Linked DNA regions of Mus musculus: regions 1 and 2 are each linked to region 3. Evidence: chromatin contacts called from public Hi-C and HiChIP or PLAC-seq data. All regions are on one chromosome and are shown on one strand. Each heading gives the region's core, a stretch centred on a gene start, on an enhancer-like site or on the middle of the called end of the contact. The rest is flanking DNA. Distances are from core to core; before and after follow the strand shown. Region 1 holds the start of Fnbp1l (formin binding protein 1-like). Region 2 overlaps Pde5a (phosphodiesterase 5A, cGMP-specific). Region 3 has its middle 7.6 kb from the start of Mir760.

Region 1 (3,210 bases), core at 667-3,166, 320 kb after region 3:
GTCTGAGCTACAGCTCCAGGAGATCTGATGCCCTCTTCTGGCTTCTTTGCCAGATATACCCACAGTCAGTCACAAATAAATACATGAATTTAAAATTAAAAATAAGGGGCTAGAGATACGGCTTGCTGTCTAGTATGTGCGAGGTCCTGGGTTCAATCGCCAGGCACCAAAGAGATAAAAAATGTTGTAAATAGAAAATAAAACTATACCCATCTCCATTCACTGATGACACTGTAACCATCACAGAATGTACGTTTAAAAGGGAAAACCCTTAGTCCCAGCAACTGGAGAGAGTCAGGTGGATCTCTGAGTTTAAGGACAGCCTGGTCTATATTACGAGTTCCAGGCCAGCCATGTTTATAGTGAGACTGTCTCAAACAAACATAAAAGTAAATGGGAAAGGACCAATAATGCCTGAAATTCTAACTGATGTTACATGATTCGTTTACAAATGACGCTCACCATTATCAGAACAATCAAGTGGAGAGGCTCCTGAGGTATTTTGTCTTGATGGTTATGTTTGCAGACTGGGCAAACACTTCTGCAGAGTGCTACAGGACAGATTCCTGGGGCAGGGTTAAGTGGGTGACTAGATGAGCTTTTAAGTGTCACTTCTAAAATTCCCAATCTACAGCACGTGGAAAAGGAGAAAACATTCGGCCTCGCGACTAAACGATCTGTTTCGAATCCCAGTGAGCGTACATACTCGAAACTTGTCCCTCCTCTCCCGCTACAGAGATTCCCGGAGATTTTCGCAAACAAAGGCACGGAAAATATGCACAGGTGGGATAAAAAGGGGAGTGGCAGAGGCCAGGCGGCGCTCGCTCGAGACAGCGCCCCCACGCCGCCAATTTTCCCGGCCGCACCTGAGAAATCACTGCCATGCACACCTCCACCCTCAGGTGACGGCGTCCGGAGCGAATTCCTCGACCTATAACCCTCCGCCTGCACCTTGGTCGGACATTGGGTATTGTCTGCAGCCTCCAGCGCCCAGGAAAGGCACGGAAGAAAGAGAGAGAGAGAGAAAAAAGAGAGAGACAGACACACACACACATACACACACGAGAGAGAGAGAGAGAGAAAGAGAGAGAGAGAGAGAGAGAGAGAGAGAGAGAGAGAGGAGAGAGAATAAAGAACGAGAGGGAAATCAAGCGATCGGCAAGCCGCGCGCTCCTTTCGCCAAAATGAGCGTCCCTTCCTCGATCCCACTACCTAATTCGGGTCACAAAAGCAGACCCGCCAGCCCAGAGAGGCTGCAACCGGAGCTGGCCGGCGCGGAGTCGCGGGCGCCCTAGGTCCCGAGCAAGGAGGCAGCAAGAGAGGGAAATGGGCGTGTGGGTTGGGCCTGGCTGGCCCCAGGCCGGGCTGGGAACAAAGCCGCCCGGCTCCCCCTACCTGGAGCTGGGGCGTCGCCCAGGCGCGCGGCGCGGGGATCCGAGCGGCGCCCCTTCGGGACAATGGCTCCCTCCCCCGCCGTCGGGCGCGCGGTACAAAGGCGCGGCGCCCGGCCGGGCACCCGTCCGCAAAGTCAGGCAGAGGCTGGAGAGGGGACGGCAGCGGCCGTCCAGGGCTGCGGCCCGGGCCCCTCGGAGGGAGCCCCAGGCAGCCGCCCCGTCGCCTCCCCGCCCGCAGCCGAGCGGGCTCTCGCGGCACAAAGAGGCGCCGGAGTCCGCGGCGCGCCAAGCCCGGGGCTCCCGCCGACGGCGCGAGCCGCTCTGCTCCCCACACTCACCCACAGCTCGGTGCCCCAGCTCATGGCGGAACCTGAGGCGACTGGCGCCGGCCGGCTGCTCCCGCTGTCCTCTCTCGTCCCGACTTTCCCCTCCTCAGCGTCTGCCTCGAAAGCTGCCGCCACCACCACCGGGTTCCCCAGTGAGTGAGAGAGACACGACTGAAGCGAGCCGCCGCCGCGTCCCCGCCTCCCGGCAGCGGGGAGGGAGGGAGGGAAGGAGGGAGGGAGGGGGCCGGGGCCGAGGGGAGGCGGGACGGCGGGGAGGGGGCGGGCCGCGGTGCACCCTGGGATCGGGGCGGGCCCGCACTCGCGCGCGCGGGGGCCGGCGGGGGTCTCCTCCGAACAGCTCGCCCGGGGCGGGGATCCTCGGACCCTCGGCGGCGTCCGCTCCGGCCTCCGGGCTCAGCAAAAGCCGCACTCAGACTCCCGCTCCAAGATGGAGAGCCAGGGAGGACGCCCACGGTCCCTGCCTTGCTCGGAGACCCCCCCCCTCAAAGGAGGCGACCCCACACGTCAGCGTTCTTTGCGGAGCCCTGACAAAGAAACCACGTCCAGACGTTGGAGCAGAGGGGTGTGTGCGTGTGTTTAGTTAAAAAAAATCTGCCTTCGTAAGGTAACTTCTCCGTCCAGGCTTGGCGCTTCAGCCTGGGATCCCCGGGAACCACAGACCTGTAGAGGTCAAACGTCCAATGTGAATGCAACGTGTCACACGACGTGTCTGGTTTTTGTTTTTGTTTTTAATAAAGCATTTTGATTTTATTGTAAGTTCTTTCGGGAAACCTTTTTTTCTTTTTTTTAAGAGGCAAGCGATCCCGTAATCTTTTGGGGACGTTGCCATGGTAAAAGATAAGACTTGGTGGAAAGCGAACCCGACTGACACCTGCAGGAGGTGAGACGCTGCTGAGCTTGCCTGAATTCTAGGCTCGTGGCTACCTCCAGGGACCGGTCTCTCCCTCCTCACAGCCCTTCAACAACCTGTTCAGAGCCTGAGGCGTCTCTTGCCTCCGATAGGAATCTTGGCTGCAGACGACCTCTTGCTTTTAGCTGTGCTGAGTTATTTCCCAGCCTGCCTCCACTGGCAGTCAGCAAGTTTGGCTGGTGCTACTAGATACCGCGTACAGTCTGCTCACTAACTCCCCAGCATATGCTTTAGTATTAATTGCTTGTCGCTTAAAACACACACATTTTCACTCTAGAACCAGTAGAGTACTCTTCAGTGAGTCATGACAACTGAATGCTTCAAGGTCCCCCCACCAACGGACGTCTTATCAGCCTTGAAACTCCTCCCTACGGGACCGGGACCGGGACCAACACAGGTGTTCCAGCTTCTTCCGCCCCAGCCTTCCTGTTTACCTAGTTCTGCTCCCCATTGAAGTCCAGGCAAATAGCCAGAGCTCTCCAGGCAGTCTAACCACCACTCACCAAATTCTTTGCTATCCTTTTCTGAGGTAGGCTGAGCAAATGAATACTCTCTTCTA
Region 2 (3,191 bases), core at 146-2,645, 430 kb after region 3:
GGGCATGGGCCACTATGCCTGGTTCCCTCTTCATTTCTAAAAGATGTATCATTTTTACTTGTAAGGCACATATGTTAAATTTAGATGGAGGATGTAAAATAAATATTGCTATCCATTCTTAAAATAAATATCGCTATCCATTCTAAAAGGTTACTGCTTCTATAATTACATAGGAGTAGAAATGTTCACAATGTTCAAACAAATAATTTAGTAAGCATATTTTTAAAGGCAAGGCCTGTATTAAGAATAATGTAATCTTCGGAGCACTGGCCCAGTCTGTAACTGTGAGTTCCTCTATCGAGAGCAGTAAGTCTCATACACTAATGGCCAGTTTTCTTGTGTTCTCTTGTGGTCCCTGTGTTTGTGCTGCCTTCTAGCCTCCCGGAAGCATTCTGCTAGGCTTCAATTCTTCCTGCCTAGAAGGGTCCACAGAAGCTCTTCAAACAACAGCATTTCCCAGTTCCCTCCTCTCTGTGATGTTTTCAGAGCTCTAGATCCTTCTTAGAGCCTGAACTATGTGATCAAGATTTGTAAGGAAATGTGTAGATTTCATGCAGGATTAATCATAAATGGCTCTCTTGAAATAAAACGATTTTCATGTTATAATGAAAACTCAATAAACTTGTAAAATTATATAGAAACTACTACTGTTTCTATTATATCACGTTCACAGTATTTTAAGATTTGGAAACACTGGTGTTTGGCATACTTCAGGTATCACGATTTATTTTTCATGGAATTATAGAGATTGTATCTACAGCCCCCCAGCACTGTAGGCAAGTTAGGTCCCATCAGAGAACCGTGTACATGCTCAGCCACAGTTGCCTTTAAAATAATTCCATCATCATAGATGATCTCTAGTCACTTACATTGTTTCTTTTTAAGATACTTAGACTAAAAAAACTGTATAAAGTTTCACACTCCCTCCACATCAATGGCAGACAATGTGTTTGCTTTACTCAGATGTACCCCTTCCATTGTATTTGGAGACACAAATTATAGCTTTGCTCAAGCTGTCTTGGGCATTTTACTAATGCTCCAGAATGATTTCTTTTGTAACAGGAAAGACTAAACAGAACTCGATAGTATTTATTTGTTTCTATCCCAAACATAAAATTATTAAACCTTTAATTGTGGGTTTCAAGTTACGTTGGCTTCTGTTGTTGTTTTCAGAGCTGAATGTAGGGATGGAAAAAATCCTTAATAAGAAGTGGGGCAATGGAATAAGTCAGTGAGTTGATTGGTCACAGAGAGCTGACAATGCTTCATTTCTGAAGGCTGTGCGCAGGCTTTGCAGGGCTTCCTGTAACATTCATTAGCTTAGAGGCACAGATGTGGGTCAAGGCTGACTGCTGCTCTAGCAATGACTGCACTTGGAAGTAACTTTCACATCAGGCTCTCCAGGGGTCAGCTCCTGGGGGCTGCACACACAGGAACCACACATGGGAAGAGAGCCTCTCCACGTGACTTACTCTTCTGATATTTAGCTCTATAATATTATTTGCTAACTTGTTATACTCATTTTATTTTAAGTTGTATCTTTTAAGTGTAAAGACTCTATTCATTTTTAATGAATGGCAGGGTTTTGTAATTATTGTCAATCAAATATTTAAGGTAGGCAAAACAAATTGAGTGTTAAGTTTCTCTTTGTCTATGTTGACAAATCCTCTTTTCTTCTTCTTCTTTTGGTTTACTGAGGCAGGGTTTCTCCGTGTAGCCCTTATGAAATTGATTGGAATGACCAGCAATTGCATCAGTTATGAGGTCACTTGACCAGATAATCTTGTTAAGATTCTGTATTTTCGTTTGCCTGTCTTTCCCTCACCCATTCCTCTGTCTTTTGGCCTTGAACTTCAGCTCTGCTTTCTTGCATGCTTTCTCCGTGTGCTGGCAGAGCTCGTCTTTGATGAGTCTTAAACGTGTGCTGCTAAAAAGGTTCCTTCTTACTCTTGGCCGTGCTCCCCAAACTGTTCCTCCCTTACTTGGGTCATCTGCCTACTCTGGACCAATCAGTGTATCCAAGAGAGTAGGGAAGTCTGACTACTCCCGCAGGTAACCCACAGTCTCAATTTCCCTTTATGGGCAAGTCAGGGTTGGGGGTCTGTAAAGGGAAGGGCTCTGTAAGCTTAATAAACCTCAAAACCCTATAGAAACTGCTACTGTGCACAGACCAGTTTGCCAGGTGCAGTATCTGGTGCTGACTTTCCCCAGACCCCCAGCCTTGATTGTTTTCTTTTTAGAGAGAGCTTTACTCTGTTGCAGGCTGTTCTAGAACTCACGGTATAGCCATGTATCTCCAAATTCGTAAGAACCTTCCTGCTTCAGCTGTCTTTGAGTTCTTTCCCTTTGAATGTTAAGTTGAATGTGGTACTATGAAAAGTAAAATTAATATAAAGATTTACTTTAATCCTAGTTAACAACATTTAGGCAACTGCTGGCCTAAATTACATTTTAAGTTGGTTCTGAACAGAATGATAAAGCTACAGTCAAATGCAAATTGGCAGCAGTCATCAAATGCCCCTTGCAAAGTCCTTATGGCCCCAAGTGGGGTGACGGACAGCACAGCATGTTGCTTAGCAACATCTCGCTTCTCCCACTCACCCCCCCCCCCGAACACTCATGTACCCTTTAGTCCTTTAGCACAACAAACTCACTTTGGGATTTCATTTTTCATATGATGTGAAAGTCTGCTTGCATGTTAACTTTGCTTTCTCACTAAAATTAAAGGGCAACACTTGGTAATAAGTCAGAGATCCCACTCCTTTATGACATAGTCCCCCTCCCCTTTTATGGTTTAACTATGATCTTTTGAAAATACCAAGCCAATGCACTTTTGTAGAACGTCAGAACATATCTGTATTGAGCCTTTAAGACTTCAGGTTGATAAATATCCATTCAGCACGGCTTCTCTGATTTCTAAACTGCAAGCCAATCTATATATTTATTTAGTGCGTAGGCTACGGTTTCTATGCTTTCTTTCAGATAGGAGCAGGTTTCTCTTTAGGCGAAATCATTATTACATATAATTAGGAATGCAAGGAAAAATACAAACCAGAATGACCCTACTAACTTGGCAGCTGTGCGTATCAGACTTCGGGAAGCTGCTCTTGCATTCTCTGACTTGGTCTTGGAAAGCTTCTCTCAGAGGAGAGCCTTTTCAAAGACTGAAGAAACGAGGTAGAGGATTCATT
Region 3 (3,394 bases), core at 603-3,102:
TTCTCTATTAAACTGTTTTTACTTCTTTACCTGTTCAGTAAATAACCCCTAGGTGCCTGTTTAGGCTGGGTATTTTGTGGGGTTCAGTATAAGAATAAAGCGTTGCCCATCTTTCTGGAGCTGACCCCAGCCATGACCTCCCTGGTTCCCATAATCTCTTCCTTCCCCGCTCTTCTGGTTCACGTTCTCTCACTGGGGACATTGCTCTGCCACACTTTGTTTCTCCTGTCTCTTTCCCTACAGGGGTTTTGGGCACATACATGTCCACCCTGAACAGGGACTACTGGCTTCTCTCCCAAAGCATATTTATGCATATACTCATGTGCATACAAGTGCAAGCATACACACACATAAGCATGAATGCACACAATCAAGCATGCTCATGCAGACATACACATATTCGAATATGTACACACACACACACACACACACACACACACACACTCATGTGCACATACCACCACTCCTACCTGTCTTTCTGGTCTTAGTTGCCTCTTGTTTTACTCTTCAGCTTCAACATTCCTTCCTGAGAGAGAGGGTCCCAAACTTCTTCCAGTCTCCAGTCCCACGTGCCCACCCTTTCTTGTGCATTTGTATAATAGCATCTTGATTTCTCCAAATACCTACTGCCTTGAGGGTCTTTGTCCTTTGTGAGTGTCTTTCTCCCCCACTGGACTGTATACTACCCAACACCGTGAGAATCCAAGCGTCTCGTTCACTTTCAGATCAGCACCCAGCCCCCCGCACAAGCAGATACATGATAAGTGAAGGATTGGGTGGCTATGTGGGTGGAAATACTGTGGGGAGAGAAGTGTGTAGTGGAATACACCTGTGAGGAAGGGGCCTGGCCACCCGGCTGGGGAAAGGACGGTGGCAGGAGCTCTCAGGAGAAATTCACGCTGGTATCAAGGCAGGATAGGAAAAAGCAAAGTATAGAGAAGAAGAAAGAGCAGCCGAGGCAGAACAGTCAAAGTGGGGGCAATGGTCAGAGGCCTGGGGAGCTCTGTTAGCAAGGGTGAGACAGGCACCCAGGAGCAGCAGGACTTGGCAGCCCCAGGGCACTGGCTAGTCCTTTCCTCTCTTCCCGTTCCAATACTCAGTCACCCCCTACCCTGGATACCTTTCATGAGACACTTCCAGAATCTTCGGCTTTAGAGTCCTTAAGGAGACAGGACATTCTATAAAGAGGAGACTTCATCCCCACCTCTCTCCTTTTCTCTCTTGCCCTCCCTCCATCCCCTCCCTTCATCCTTTACCAAACTCACTTCCCTTTCTTGGGCTTCTTCTACATCTCACCAGTTGCAAAGAGTGTTTTCTTCTTACTCTCTTTTAAAAGATGAATAGAGCCCTAAGCTGGAATTGGTCTCTCTGTTCATCCCTGTCTCCATTATCACTACCACTATAACAGTGGCCAGAGAAGCAGATCAGGTCTAGCATGTGGGTCACCAAGGGCAGAAAGGAGGCTCTTGTTAGTTCCCAAAATAGGCACAGATACAGACAGGCCAGGTTAGCTGAGCAGAAAGGTAGAACAAGGCCATGCCCCGAGGGAAGCCTGTCAGATGACTCCCACCTCCTGCTCCCACTGCCTGAAACTGTTTGACAAAGTGTCAGCAGGGCGGTAGTGCCTCCAAGGGTTTGGGCATGGAGAAGGGCCCAAGGCAGGGCTCAGGCCCAAGAAAGGGGCATCTTGACTCTCAAGGTGAGGGCTAGGCAGAGAATGCAGAGCCAGAGGAGCAGAACCTTGCAAACTTTTCACTTTCATGCCAGAAATGTGCCAGGGGGAGCCCTGGTTTTCTCTCTGCAGAGACTTGATGTGTCATCTTCTTACACGAGAAGTGCTGACGTCAGACCAGGGCTTTGCGCTTGCTCAGCAAGCTTTCTGCCACTCAGCTGTACCCCCCAGACAAGGCCTGATGGTTAACTGTTCTGCTTTGCTCTGGCAGGGAGGAGCCTCCAGGGCTCACCCGCTCTGGCAGGAAGGAGAGAGATTTTGCAAAGGGAAGCTGCAGCCCTGTAGTTCCTGGGAACAAAGCATGGTAGGATAGGCCACATTCTCAGGGCCAGACTGGCATAGCGAAGCACTGCAGGCTGACTCCGGTGCCAGGGTCACTGGCTAAGGTTGCTCACCGAAGGATGACAACCCTGGAAGGGAAACTGTAGTCCTGAGGTTGGTGGGGGAACAATTGTGTATGGAAACAATGTCATACATTCATATCTCCCAGAGACTCCATGCAGGAGCTAGCTAGACCCCAGAGGGATCTTGGTGTTTGTGAGCTCTGATGGACTGGAGGGAGTAGATGAAGATAATACCTTGAAGCAAACCCGGGTGTGCAGCCCACAGTTAAGCTCACAGAGCTGCCCTTGCATAGAGGGTTGCTTTGGGTAATTCTTCTGTGGAAAGAGGATGCCCCCCAGGCTACCTGGGCACACAGAACAAAGTGCCAGGGAAAACACGTTTGAATCTGGAGTGGGTGCATTTTTTTTTTTTGGATGAAACAGAAGAAAACAGGAGGAGGAGGGACCCTGGGAAATGCTTTGGGCTTCAGAGGACACATGGGTGTGGGGTCATTTGAGAAGTGAGGACTGAAGACAATGAGGCTAGTGTGACAGAGGCCTGGGAGGAATACAGCCAGGAAGCAGTGTAGGTGGGGAAGATCTGGAAGAAAGGAGGGCCTGTGCCAGGAGGATGTGGGAGAATAAAGGGAGAGAGGGTGACATATGTATGTATGTATGTATGAATGTATTATATATGCATGAATGTACGAATGTATATATGTATACATGCATATATTATGTATGTATATATGTATGTATATATGCATGCATGATGTATGTATGTATGTGTGCATGCATGATATATGTATGTATATATGTATGCATGCATGATATATGTATGTATGTATGTATGCATGCATGATGTATGTATGTATGTATGTAGTGTTAAGTGAGAGATCAAGAGCTTGGGAAGGAGGGTCACAGGGCACCTCAGAGATGTCATCAAGAGGGAGCTTAGCGGAGGGCAGGAGAGACAGTCTCCATCTGCAGAGCTTGTTCTTTGGGAGTCCCGGCTGTGCCCTAAACAGTCCACAAGGCTAGGGCAAGGTCACCACTGCTGAAATATAGGAGGGAGGGTAAAGATTTGTAGGGTGCTTGGGCTAAACCTGGAGTGATGGTGCACGGTGTATTTGTTCATTCAACAAACATTTCCTGCATGTTTACTAGAAATAGAGCAGACAAGACAAAATCCTTGACCTCTCTGGTGTATGTATGTATGTATGTATGTATGTATGTATGTATGTATTTACTACAGTGTTGAGCAGGACTGGAGGTCAAACCCAGGTTCACTTACATGCTAAGCAAACATTACTCCTGAGATTTTTCAAAAGTAAATGGC

The links. Hi-C and Micro-C count contacts between places; a contact is called where the count stands out from the background. HiChIP or PLAC-seq counts read pairs in DNA pulled down with a chosen protein or histone mark.
Region 1: a contact with region 3 is called in an H3K4me3 HiChIP or PLAC-seq map of forebrain, with 7 times the contacts expected there. The contact joins the promoter of Fnbp1l here to the enhancer-like site in region 3. A contact is called at or near these places in 10 of 39 promoter capture datasets (the 3T3-L1 cell line, 3T3-L1-derived adipocytes, the C10 cell line and 7 more), 3 of 15 datasets of contacts at CTCF or cohesin (the NIH/3T3 cell line, embryonic stem cells and stem cell-derived epiblast-like cells), 57 of 484 Hi-C or Micro-C datasets (3T3-L1-derived adipocytes, CD4 T cells, the CH12 cell line and 32 more), 51 of 115 datasets of contacts at active chromatin or transcription factors (the 230-238 cell line, DN3 thymocytes, the NIH/3T3 cell line and 32 more) and 4 of 9 other capture datasets (adipose tissue, liver, macrophages and 1 more).
Region 2: a Hi-C map of the N1E-115 cell line shows a contact between it and region 3, with 4 times the contacts expected there. The contact joins two enhancer-like sites. A contact is called at or near these places in 3 of 39 promoter capture datasets (embryonic stem cells, hippocampal neurons and liver), 20 of 484 Hi-C or Micro-C datasets (B cells, the C2C12 cell line, the HL-1 cell line and 11 more), 8 of 115 datasets of contacts at active chromatin or transcription factors (astrocytes, embryonic forebrain, embryonic stem cells and 3 more) and 3 of 9 other capture datasets (embryonic stem cells, liver and macrophages).

The regions. Positions count from the first base shown.
Region 1 is chr3:122,617,798-122,621,007 of GRCm38.p6, forward strand. Fnbp1l (formin binding protein 1-like) reads right to left here and starts at 1,917. Exons shown (of 14, transcript NM_153118.3): 1 at 1,733-1,917. The coding sequence starts at 1,756.
Region 2 is chr3:122,732,691-122,735,881 of GRCm38.p6, forward strand. All of the region lies in intron 1 of Pde5a (phosphodiesterase 5A, cGMP-specific), which reads left to right. Among named protein-coding and RNA genes, the nearest start is that of Pde5a, 5.1 kb to the left of the region's middle. Within about 2 kb of position 1,396, at least 7 of the 459 cell types and tissues checked have an H3K27ac peak or open chromatin away from gene starts, as enhancers often do. A contact at or near this core is called in the N1E-115 cell line, where this site is marked.
Region 3 is chr3:122,299,634-122,303,027 of GRCm38.p6, forward strand. It overlaps Gm40190. Among named protein-coding and RNA genes, the nearest start is that of Mir760, 7.6 kb to the left of the region's middle. Within about 2 kb of position 1,853, at least 103 of the 459 cell types and tissues checked have an H3K27ac peak or open chromatin away from gene starts, as enhancers often do. A contact at or near this core is called in DN3 thymocytes, ECoMG myeloid progenitors, the N1E-115 cell line and 15 more, where this site is marked.